Regions from separate parts of the Mus musculus genome. Here region 2 is linked to region 1. The links are chromatin contacts, called in public HiChIP or PLAC-seq maps. All regions are on one chromosome and are shown on one strand. Each heading gives the region's core, a stretch centred on a gene start, on an enhancer-like site or on the middle of the called end of the contact. The rest is flanking DNA. Distances are from core to core; before and after follow the strand shown.

The links. HiChIP or PLAC-seq counts read pairs in DNA pulled down with a chosen protein or histone mark.
Region 2: a contact with region 1 is called in an H3K27ac HiChIP or PLAC-seq map of heart atrium, with 8 times the contacts expected there. The contact joins the enhancer-like site here to the promoter of Hivep3 in region 1. A contact is called at or near these places in 1 of 15 datasets of contacts at CTCF or cohesin (the NIH/3T3 cell line), 1 of 484 Hi-C or Micro-C datasets (nephron progenitors), 6 of 115 datasets of contacts at active chromatin or transcription factors (embryonic basal ganglia, embryonic forebrain, embryonic hindbrain and 3 more) and 1 of 9 other capture datasets (macrophages).

Annotation. Positions count from the first base shown.
Region 1 is chr4:119,813,141-119,818,416 of GRCm38.p6, reverse strand. Hivep3 (human immunodeficiency virus type I enhancer binding protein 3) reads right to left here and starts at 3,739. Exons shown (of 9, transcript NM_010657.3): 1 at 3,627-3,739.
Region 2 is chr4:120,066,582-120,072,129 of GRCm38.p6, reverse strand. The region is part of intron 3 of Hivep3 (human immunodeficiency virus type I enhancer binding protein 3); the gene reads right to left. Gm36215 (a long non-coding RNA gene) reads left to right here. Exons shown (of 3, transcript XR_376605.4): 2 at 5,340-5,451. Among named protein-coding and RNA genes, the nearest start is that of Gm36215, 5.4 kb to the left of the region's middle. Within about 2 kb of position 2,784, at least 13 of the 459 cell types and tissues checked have an H3K27ac peak or open chromatin away from gene starts, as enhancers often do. A contact at or near this core is called in heart atrium, where this site is marked.

The DNA of each region.
Region 1 (5,276 bases), core at 2,490-4,989:
ATGCTCACAGTCAGCTAATGGATGGATCACAGGGCTCCCAATGGAGGAGCTAGAGAAAGTACCCAAGGAGCTAAAGGGATCTTCAACCCTATAGGTGGAACAACATTATGAACTAACCAGTACCCCTGAGCTCTTGACTCTAGCTGCATATGTATCAAAAGATGGCCTAGTCGGCCATCACTGGAAAGAGAGGCCCATTGGACACGCAGACTTTGTGTGCCCCGGTACAGGGGAACGCCAGGGCCAAAGGTGGGGAGTGGGTGGGTAGGGGAGTGGGGGTTTGGTGGGTAAGGGGGACTTTTGGTATAGCATTGGAAATGTAAATGAGCTAAATACCTAATAAAAAATGGAAAAAAAAAAAAAAAAAAAAAAAAAGAAAATACATGAAAGTTCCAAGATCATTTTCTCAGGATTCTCAAACGTTAAATCAAAACTTCTCTAATAATATATAGTATAGTCCTATTAAATGCCAACCAAAGATCACCAAGTTCCCAGCAGGACTTCATAGTTGTACTATGATTTGATTGGCAAGCCTCTGGCTATCCAGAAACTTTAGGGGGTTCTGGTAGTCAGGCTATTTTCTTAAATAGCTGCATTTTCTCTCCAAGCACCATGCTAAACAGAAACCAACAACAACTCATTTGGTTTGTGCTCCTGATCCATCTGCCTTCTTAAACAGGGCACAAAAACATCCATTAAACTGCTCTTGGTATACACGGGTCAAAAGATGCATCAAAATATATAACATTTTATTAAGTTGCTTATATGCTTCTACTAATTTTAAAAGTCCACATTTTGGATTCTTATAGCCTTTAGACATAATTTTTCAGTTTCTCTTGTTTCTAGCTTTATTATATTTATTATTACTGATGTTTGGTTAAAAAAACTTCCCTAACCCTTTTGCCCAGCTTTAATGATTTCTCCAGATTTTCTAAGTGCATTTAGCAAGGCGCTTAGAATTTTAAATTAAATGCTGAGTCCTGAAAGAGGGTCTGAAATTCGCACCAACAATAGAATCAGGGTGAAGTTCACACCCACAGCCTGGTGATGGCTGTCTCTCTGCTTTACACCTCACGGCTGTGCAGTCCAGACTGGGTGGCACCTACAATGCCTCCCAGCTGCAGAGCTCAGGGTACTTTCTGATCTATCTCATCCTCTTCTCAAAGTTCTAGTCCTTCCACCAGTGCTACAGACGAAGAGCAGAGCTGCTTGCTCAGGGAGCCAGGTTCCCTGCCCTGCCTGTCCTGGTACAGTTAGGGAGTGGTAAAATGTGCCCTGGGTAGTAGACTGGAAACCGGTCTGTCAGGGCCTAGGGGAATAAGTAAATAAATAAATAAATAAATAAAACCCTGAAAGACACCAAGGAACTTGCTGAGCAGGAAGAAAGACAAGTTGAAAGCTATCTAGTTGTCACACAGCTTTCTTAATGTTATCTTCCATCAAGTTGAATCTTGGAATCTGCCAGGACTTCAGACTAAATGTATCTCCTCTTGCCTGAACCTTTCACACACTAAATGCCTCCCTGGCTCATTTGGCAGGGGTCCAAGAGCAGCTTACACTTCTGCACTCTGAGGAGGGTGGCCACTGCTGTAATACAATGGGCGGAGACAGCTTGACAATAGTGCCAATTGAGTACATCTTGATCTACAGAGCGCACAGTAGCAGTTAGCCTTTAAAGCAACAACGCTCCCATCACCCCCGCCCCCACCAGCCAACTGCTGTACCAGAGTCTTGAGGACCAGAAAATAATTTTAGCCTTAGGAGGTCAGATGTAGTCACCAGTTTAACAAACCTGCCCACCAGCCCCAGGAGGAACAGATAAGGAACATGATCTCGGTCTCTATATTAAGAGCTCTGTGGACTGTGGGTACTTTACAGAGTTGGGTGGAAGGGAGAACTAAACTCTCCTGCCTGCAGAGCTCCTCACAGGACAGCTATCCTCCTACCTTGTAAAACCTCCAATATTGCAATGCAAGGATGGAAAGGGCATCCAGCTCCCAAGGCTGCACTCAAGCAGATCCACCAACATGGGGCTCGCTCCACCCCAGAGAAAAACTCTCCACAGCGAGCAGGACAGACTTTTCTTTGGCCCTTCCTCTGGAGGCACCTAAGTGGCTACCCTAGACCCAGTGTCCTTTATCCTCTTGAGTTAGGAACCTGAGGGCCCCGCAGAGGTGGCTATATCCTTCTCCATGAACAGAGAGGGGTGAGATTACAACACAAAGTTCAGACAAGCATCACCTGGGCAGAAATCAGTGGGAAAGTTTGAGATCAACACCAACCCAATTCTGAGACCTCTGTCCTCAAGCAAGAATCCTGCTCTTTGCCTGTGTTCTTGACCCTCAAATTGTTCAAATGATTCTTCCTTGTCCCCACATGCTTCCTGCTGTCATCCCACACATAATTACATAAAGACATTATAAACAACAAAAGCACCCAACTTGAGTGCAGAGGGCTGATGCTAGTATTTGGGCACTGGGTCTGATCATTAGTTGGGATTACATAATTACATAAACATGGGTTGGAGAACACTTCTGTAGAGGTTAGTTCAACAAATGCCTTGTTCTCATTCTCCCATCCCTCCACTCCCCACCCCCACCCCAACAACAGAAGGCAAGCCTGGGTTAAAAAAAAAAAAATCAAAACATGCCTGATATCTCCGGGGCACCTGGCTACCGCCTTGCAAAACCAAAGGCTGCCAGAACTTTTGAGATGCAAAGCACAAAGAGGACCACAGTACCACTCCTCTAAGCCAGCAGGCTCTTGTGCAAACATTGTCCCCAAAGTTCAAGGGCAGGTCAAGCCACAGAAAGGGTCCTGACCCTGACAAGCAGTATAAACCAAACCAGCCAGCTTCAAGGAAGTCCATACAGATCTCTGAGTTCCTCTACTCCACTACTTCTGTCCCAGCCACCAGTCTGGTTGCCCATCACCTCCCCAGGGGCCGTTTGTCACCAGCAGTGTTCCCATTTTAAAATATGGTGAAATGTGGGACATCTAGGAAGGGGCACCTGCTTTATTAGTGACAGGGCAAGACATTCCCCCAACCCCCACTCCCACTTCAGTTTGGTGTGGTGTAGTGTGCTTTGGGGAGAGGACTGACAAGGTGTGATTCTCCCCTCACCCCCCACCCACCCCCGTGGAATCGTTTTCAGGGGGTGGCAGGATTGCGAGCAGGGAGAAAAATCTCTCCCTTCGGTCCTGGCACCCAGCATCAGACCAAAATGATCCTTCTACCAAGCACTTAATAGACATCTCTGGGGCCTGACCCTTCCTAGAGCAGCAGCCTGGCCCAGGAGCCAGGTCTGCAGCGCAACGCAGCCGAGCTATCGCGGGGGGCGCGCGGCGCGCACAGGGTTACAGCCCAGCCACGGCTGCGAGTGATTGACGCGCGGGGGTCACTTGAGGTTCGCGCTCCCCCAGCCAGGCCGAGCGCGCAGACCACCGCGCACACTGTGGCCACCCTGCCAGCCCCGCCACCCAGACACCTGGCGTGAGAAAGGCAGCGACAAAATGGAATCCCAGCACTGTGGCACTTCCCGGTGGCGGCCGCGGGAGAAAACACAATCAGGGAAAAATAAAGCGCAAGGAATCCATCCGCGGAATAAAAACCCAGAGTCCCCTACCTTCAGCCTTGGGGTAGCAAGCTGGTCCTGTGTGTTCTCTGACCCACGGATCCAGCACCCTTCTTCAATTATTCCGGTCAGTCGGGATATTGTGCATTTTTTTTCATAAACACCTGTTTCAAGTAAGGGGTAAAGACCTTATTGAAGGAATTGCTCTTAAGAAATAACCTGTGCGTATGTCTGTCCATCCAGGCGTGCATGCGTGTTTGTATACACACATATGCACACGGAATACTCATGTACACTGGAGCACCAAACTAGGCAGGGGGATAATGGGAGAGTCGGCTGGTGGTGAGCATGCTCGCGCCGGGAACAGATCCACCCTCTGTTATTCCTCTGAATAAATATAAATCACGATCAGAAACCCAAACAGAAGCATCCCTCTTGAATTCCTGCTGGAAACACGGAATAAATTCAGCCCGCAGACACAGAATCTAATCAGCAGCTGCTTTCTGAATCCAGAGCCAACCCATGCCCCGCTTGTCTTTTCCACTAGGAGTCCAGACCTTTTTTTTTTTTTTTTTTAAGGGGTTTTAACCTTTTAAAGATACAGTACACCAATTATCACTTGAATAGCATGGCTGGGAATACTGAAAGAAGGCAGGCAGCACCAGGCCTATTGCCACACAGGGCAAATAGCAGGCAGTAACAATGTTCATTGACATCCATATATCTGCACACATGGATAATACATTACATGGTGGGAGAAACATATGCAAATACAGGATATATGCGAAGCACATGTTTGTTGCATGATGGGCTTCCCAATGATGAATAGCACTGCACATGAACACTTCTAAACATTCATGTTTAATAGGTCAGACTCTCGGCAGACTTTTCAAAACAGGGGTCACCCCTCTGGGGTCCCTTATTGCTCCTGAAGGGCCAGAGTGTCACTGCTGAAGGCAGTGAAGTGTCTACTGAAGCTCACCCTCCACCTCCAGCTTAATCCCAGAGCATGCCTCCCTGCCCTGCCCTGCCCCGCCCCGCCCCGCCCCGCCCCGCCCCGCCCCGCCCTGCCCTGCCCCGCCCTGCCCTGCCCTGCCCTGCCCTGCCCTGCCCTGCCCTGCCCAAGTCTCAGGGAACTGAAAGGTGTTCCCAGCCCACAGGATGGTTCTGGCACCATTTCTGATCCACCTTGAGATTCAGCCCCAGTTCCCGTTCTAGGACAGGTTTTCTTCTACTTACATCGGAAATTGAAACTGCCACCTGGGCTTTGGTATTTGACTATTCTGATCTGGCTCCTCTTTACATTTTTGTTAGCAAGGTTTCATTGCTGTCATTGTTCTGTTTTTAACTTTTTTGGGGGGGGCGGGGTCTGGGGGGGGGAGGTTGGAACAAAGTTGAGCATGAAGGTTGAACAACAGTGCAGGGAGATAAACCACCCCCAGCCTAAACTGTGCATGCCAACTACTTCAGCCACCCAGATGGCATCTAATCCAGTTTTGTTTTAGCTTTTAAAGAGGTACCACTGAGAAAAAACAAAAAGTAACTTTACTCTTACTTGAAAGGAAGAGCCTTATTTCAAGCCAAGAGCCCCAGAGGATCATCCCGGGCATGCTACCTGCCTCCTGCTCCTGACCATCAGCAGGCTCCTCCATCACTCTGTGCCTAGGGCCACTCTAGGACAGGTCCCTCCAGCTCTAGCCC
Region 2 (5,548 bases), core at 1,535-4,034, 250 kb before region 1:
AAGCAAACAGCAACTCTCCTCCCTGCCCCACGTGATTGACATTTTTATTTACTTATGGCACAGTTTCCTTCAGCTTGGCTGGCTTCCTTCTAAAGCGGTGCCCAAAGCAAGTTCCCTGGGTGACCTGCGGTGCCGCCCATCTTTCCTGCGCACCCCACCCTGTCCTGTTCTCACCTCTCTGAGCCCTGGTCTGTCTCTTCTGTCTCTTACCTGACTTGCTTCACAGGAGGCTTGTTCCTCCCTCCGGCTTCCTTTGTCAGCCCCCACCCCTCCACCCTGCTTGTCTCCCAGGCTCATTTCTTCCTGTTTTCCTTAGCAATTCCTGCAGCTGCACACCTCACCTGCTCTCTCATCTGCCTGCTTATCCACCTGCCTGCCCATCTGCCTGGCACCCCACACCCCTCTGCATTTCCAGCTGCTGCACCCTCTAGCCTCTCAAATTCATTATGCTTGCATAAAACTCACCTTTCGCCTTCCTGTCTATTGATCAATGGCTCTTCCAGGGTCACCTCCACTTGGCACCACAAGAGGAAGCCTACTCCAGAATCAGCATGCCCCATGTCTGCACTTATTAACAGTGTGGCCCTGGGCAAGTCACTTGCTCTGCCCGAGCTTGGCTACCCTTCTCTGTTCTCATGAGGAGGCCTCATTCTCCCTCCCCTAACATCAGTCTGGCAGGCGAGGCCCACCACCCACCTCTTACAGGTGACACTGATCTGAGATGTTGATCTCAGTCAACATCTGCAGGCAAATATCACAGTCTTCTTCTGACAGATAACCGTGCCTCTAGCTCCTCTCACTGCAGCCTCCTAGCCCCTAGTCTGAGACAGAGCCTGAGATCTGCCCGTTAAAGAAGTACCTAGGCAATTCGGGAGTGTGTGTGTGTATAGGGAGGAGCAGGGGAGGGGGAGAGGGAGATGGCCGTCTGTGGACGATGCTCGGAGATGTGACTTATGAGACAAAGCTCCAACTCCTTAGTGCTCTTCTGCTCTAGCGAGTGTATTCCACTCCTCAGCCAGGTCAGCCTGTCTGTCACCACCTGAGCCCAGCATGGAGTTTGTTCTTCTCAAAAGATGTCAAAGGAAACATGGTTACTTTTTACGAAGACACACTATGTGTTGCTACTATGTACCCAGAATGAGCCAGGCCCTTCACATATGTTTCTTGATTTAATTCTCACAGGAACTGCTCCCATCTGCACTGTTGTCTCTCTGTTTGACCCAGCACAGAGAGGTTAAGTAGCCTGTCCAATGGCACACAGCTCAGCTGCAGGGCCAGTGGTCCAGCTTGAGTGGAACCCTCCAGGCCACAATCTAGGTCTTCAGATCCAGCGCATGTGCTTGTTGACAGACTTCCTAACAGCTCCTGGAGAATCTACAGAGCATAGCTGCCCGGAAGGAGACCTACCCTGGGTCCAGTCAGGCCAGAAGTGGGAAGCAGGAGTGGAGTTATTTTGGAGAAGCGACAGGAAAAAACCACGAAGCTTCCTACCTGTCCTGTTCTGCCCCCGTCTGTCCTGGGAAACAAGGCTGTCCCTTTCTTAGATAAAAAGGTGTCTCTCCCCACACAGTGGCTCTTCCACCAGAGCCTGGAGAGCAAAGACTAAGCTTAGTACACATTGGTTATTTTTAAATGACTACATAAACAATCCAGGCTATGTAAATAAGAAAAACATGAGGTCATCTCTTCAAAACCTAAAAATGTCTTCTCTGTGGGGAGGGGGTGGACTCGCTAGTCCACAGTGTCCCAAGCCACCAGGCCTGGCCTTCCCTTCCTCACACCCATGGAGGCAACAGCAGCTGGTCTGGAAGTCAGGACTCCTGGTTTTTATTCCTGGCTCTGTGGGCTTTGGCTAAATGCTTGGAGCTACTGCCCAATCCCTAGCCCACCTCCTTCTTCTCTAGACCCTGACACCTGTCCCTTCATCACTTGTAAAGCATCCACATTCACAGATCATTGTATCCAATGACCTGTGCTCACTAACTACCCCCCAGAAACCTTTGCAGCACCACTTGGGGTGCAGAGGTGACAGATGCCACCCCACCTGGAGGCTCTTAAATCTGCACGTACAATCAGAGCAGACATGAAGGCAGGGTTCCTCAGAACCCTGTAGCAAAGGTTCCTAATGCCCTGACTCCATGGAGGAAGGGCACAGTGTGTGTGTGTGGGGGGGGGGATGGAAATGCATACAGAAGGAACAGCTTGGGAACTCCAAGGGAAGCTGTTCCTTTCCCTTCGATACAGCATGACCTTCTACATAGCCAGTGGGGCCCTGACAGGTGTACCAGAAGAGGCTGTTAATGTCCCCATTCCTTATCTCTGTGCATTGTCATCTGTCCCCAAGTGCATCTGCACCTTGCCCTCTGTGGGCAGCTGTAAGTCATGAAGGCAGCTGGAGAGCTTAACTTTGGAGACATTAGAAGCCTTGCTAGGAGTCACAGGGCCTCTGGTGTTGCTGGAAGACTGGACTTGACTCTCTGCCCATTGCTCCCACGATCTCTCGCTCCCTTCCTCTACCTCTCCTTCCCTTCCCTTAGGCCTCTCAACAGGACACTCAGCATCCTTTTACTCTTCCATTATCCTTAAGCAGTGGAATAAGAGCAGCCAATTCTTGCTGAGGGCAGTCTCAGACTGTGTTCCACTAAAGCCCTTTCAGAGGTGGCTCTCCAATCACTACAGCATAAATGCTAAAAATACATTTTGGCTCCTATCAGCACTGTTCCAGAAAGTGGACCAGTTTTAACACATTCCCCAGTGCACTGCAGCACTGGGAAAGCGTCCCCAGCTTAGGCTGGCTGGGATGCACTTTGGAATGGGGTCAGGGAAGACTGACCTACAGGGCTGAGATGAGTTTGAACTCTTTCCTGGGTGCCTTTGTTCTGCTGGATAGATTCAGGATTGAATCTATAGGTTTGAAAGTCTACACAGGCATTGACAAGGGACAGAGCCACAAGGTTAAGTTCCCAAGTATGGAGAGTGTGGGCCTCCTGTCTGAATGGCATTTGTAGCAAGAAGGAATTCAAACAGCTGTTGGATACTGTTGATGATGCAAACCGGAACTCCTGTAGTCCACGTGGAATGCCCCATAGCACAGATGAGTACACAGTGGAAAATGCAACCCTTATATCTTCTATTGAAATGACTTTGGATTGTTTTCTTTGTAATTCTCTCTGTCTCTCTCTGTCTCTGTCTCTCTCTCTCTCTCTGTGTATGTGTGTGTGTATTTATATGTGTGTAGCCACACATACAGAGGCTCAAGATTGACATCAAAAATCATTTTCAGTCACTTTTCTATCTCATTCAGTGAAGTAGAATCTCTCCATCAAAACCAGAGCCCATCAAGGTGGCTAATCTCACTAACCAGATTGCCCATGGGATCCCATTTCCACTGTCCAAGGCTGGAATTACGTAAGGGGCTGCCACACTCACTGACATTCCCATGGGTTCTGGGGACCTAAACTCCAGACCTCATGCATGCACAAGTGCTTTAACCACTAAGGGTTTCCAGCCTCCTAGTTTTAACCTTTTTTTCATGGTGTGTGTGTGTGTGTGTGTGTGTGTGTGTGTGTATACTTGTACGTGTATGTGTGAAGTATGCAGAGGCCCTACGTGGGTGTCATCTGTCTTTCTTGATACTTCCCACTTTGTTTACTGAGGCAGGGTCTCCCAGTGAATCAGAAACTTGCCGAGTCTGCTTAGTGTAGCTAGCCATCTTGCCAAGGAGAGTCCCTGTCTCTGCCTTCCAAACGCTTGCTTTACAGGTGGCCACACACCTGCCCAGGTTTTTACATGTGTGCTGGGGCTCTGAACTCTGGTCCTTGTGCCTTTGGGACAAGTGATTTATCCATCTTCTAACCTTTGAATTCCTTAATTCTTAATCCTTAGCAAGCCAACCAAGACAAGAGAAGGCCACGGGGAAGCTGCAGCTGACAAGAAAGATCGTGGATGCCTAGGACTGCAGTCAGCACAGTGGCTGCGAAAGGCCAGAGTCTATTGCTCAGACTTTGAGGGTAGATAGGCGGAAGCAGCCAAAGCTGCTGTGCATGTGAACGAACAGCATGTTTTTCAATAAAGCTTTATTTACACAATCAGGCGGTGGCCACAGGTCTTAGCTTGTGGATCCCTAGTCTAAAATGTCAAAGTTTTGTAAATCAAAGCATAGTTATTACTCTATGTGTGAACTTTCATAATAAATCCATTTTAAAGATTGAAACTTAAAAAAAGATTAAAGAATAAACTCGCTTTATCCTGATCATTAAATCATCATTTCATACAAGATACGACATTTTAAATGGCTTCTCAGACAATGAAAATTTGAAAACCAGTGGCAGTGGTGTTTGCTGGGAAAACATTTCCCAATTCAGTTTCATGTTAGTTCTGGCCTGCAGCCACTCATTCAGAAATCACCTTATTCTGGAGATGGGCCCAGGTTAGGTCTCTCCTGAGGAGACTCCTGGTTACCTTGCATGACTCCAAGCCCTGCTGGGAGCCCAGGTGTCCCCAGCTAACTGGATCCCTGGCATAGTGGAGGCTGCCACACTGCACACCTGCCATCCTGGACCCTCATCCTTCATCTGCATGGATGCCACATAGCCCAGCCCACTTCCTAGTGGGCCAGCTGTGCCTATGATCTCCTGGATCCCCCAGCAGCTCTGAGTCAGAACTCCATTAATCACTGTGCTTTCTTCCCCAGGGAGAGTGCGGGAAGCGGCGGGGCCAGATTTCTGGCTGGAGCTGAGGCTCATTTGCTGCTGGGCAGGGCTCCCTCTGCAGATTGTCCCCCCATCCCCCAGCTGTCAGAGTCCATGTGGACTACTAGGAATTTGGGCATGAAGTAGGGGAGGGCACATGCCAGGAGTGGTAGAGTCCCGGGTGGTCCCCCAGACTGCCTGTGCTCCTCGGAGCTTCAGTTCTAGGTTACTCAAGAACCCACGTCCACCTTGTGGACCAGATCACTGAGGCTGCTAGAGGAGAAGGACCCTCCCCCCAACTTGCAGTTAAGTTGTCATGTGCACCATTGAAAACAAATGCAAAGTCAATAGAGCAGATGGTGCTGCAGGAGACCGAGGAACGGGACCCTTGGTGATGGGGCTCTCCAGTCATACTCTAGTCATCCACTTACTGCTGGAGGAGGAGTAACTGACTCACAGTCTTTTCTTCAGGAAGCATTTCAGTGGAACAGTAAAAGAGTTGATTCATTGTAGACAGAGTTTCTACCCCTGCGAGCTGTGTGACTGTCTTCAAATGACTGAACCTCTCTGTGCTCAGTGTCTGTCCATACATATTTTAAAGGATAAACAAGGCCAGCCTCACTAGGATTTTTCTCTTTTTCCTTTCAGGACTTAAACTCATCTATGAAGTACCAGGCCTTGTGTATAGAGAGGACCAGTCCCTTCACTTTAGGGTCCTGTGCCAGTACCAGGTGGTACAGCATAGCAGATCTATCACAGGGTGAGTGGTGGCTGAGTTGCCTGCACAGTAGGGGATATTAGGAAGGACTTCCAGGTGGGTGGTCCGTGTTTTAATAAGGCCTCATCTGTATGTGCGT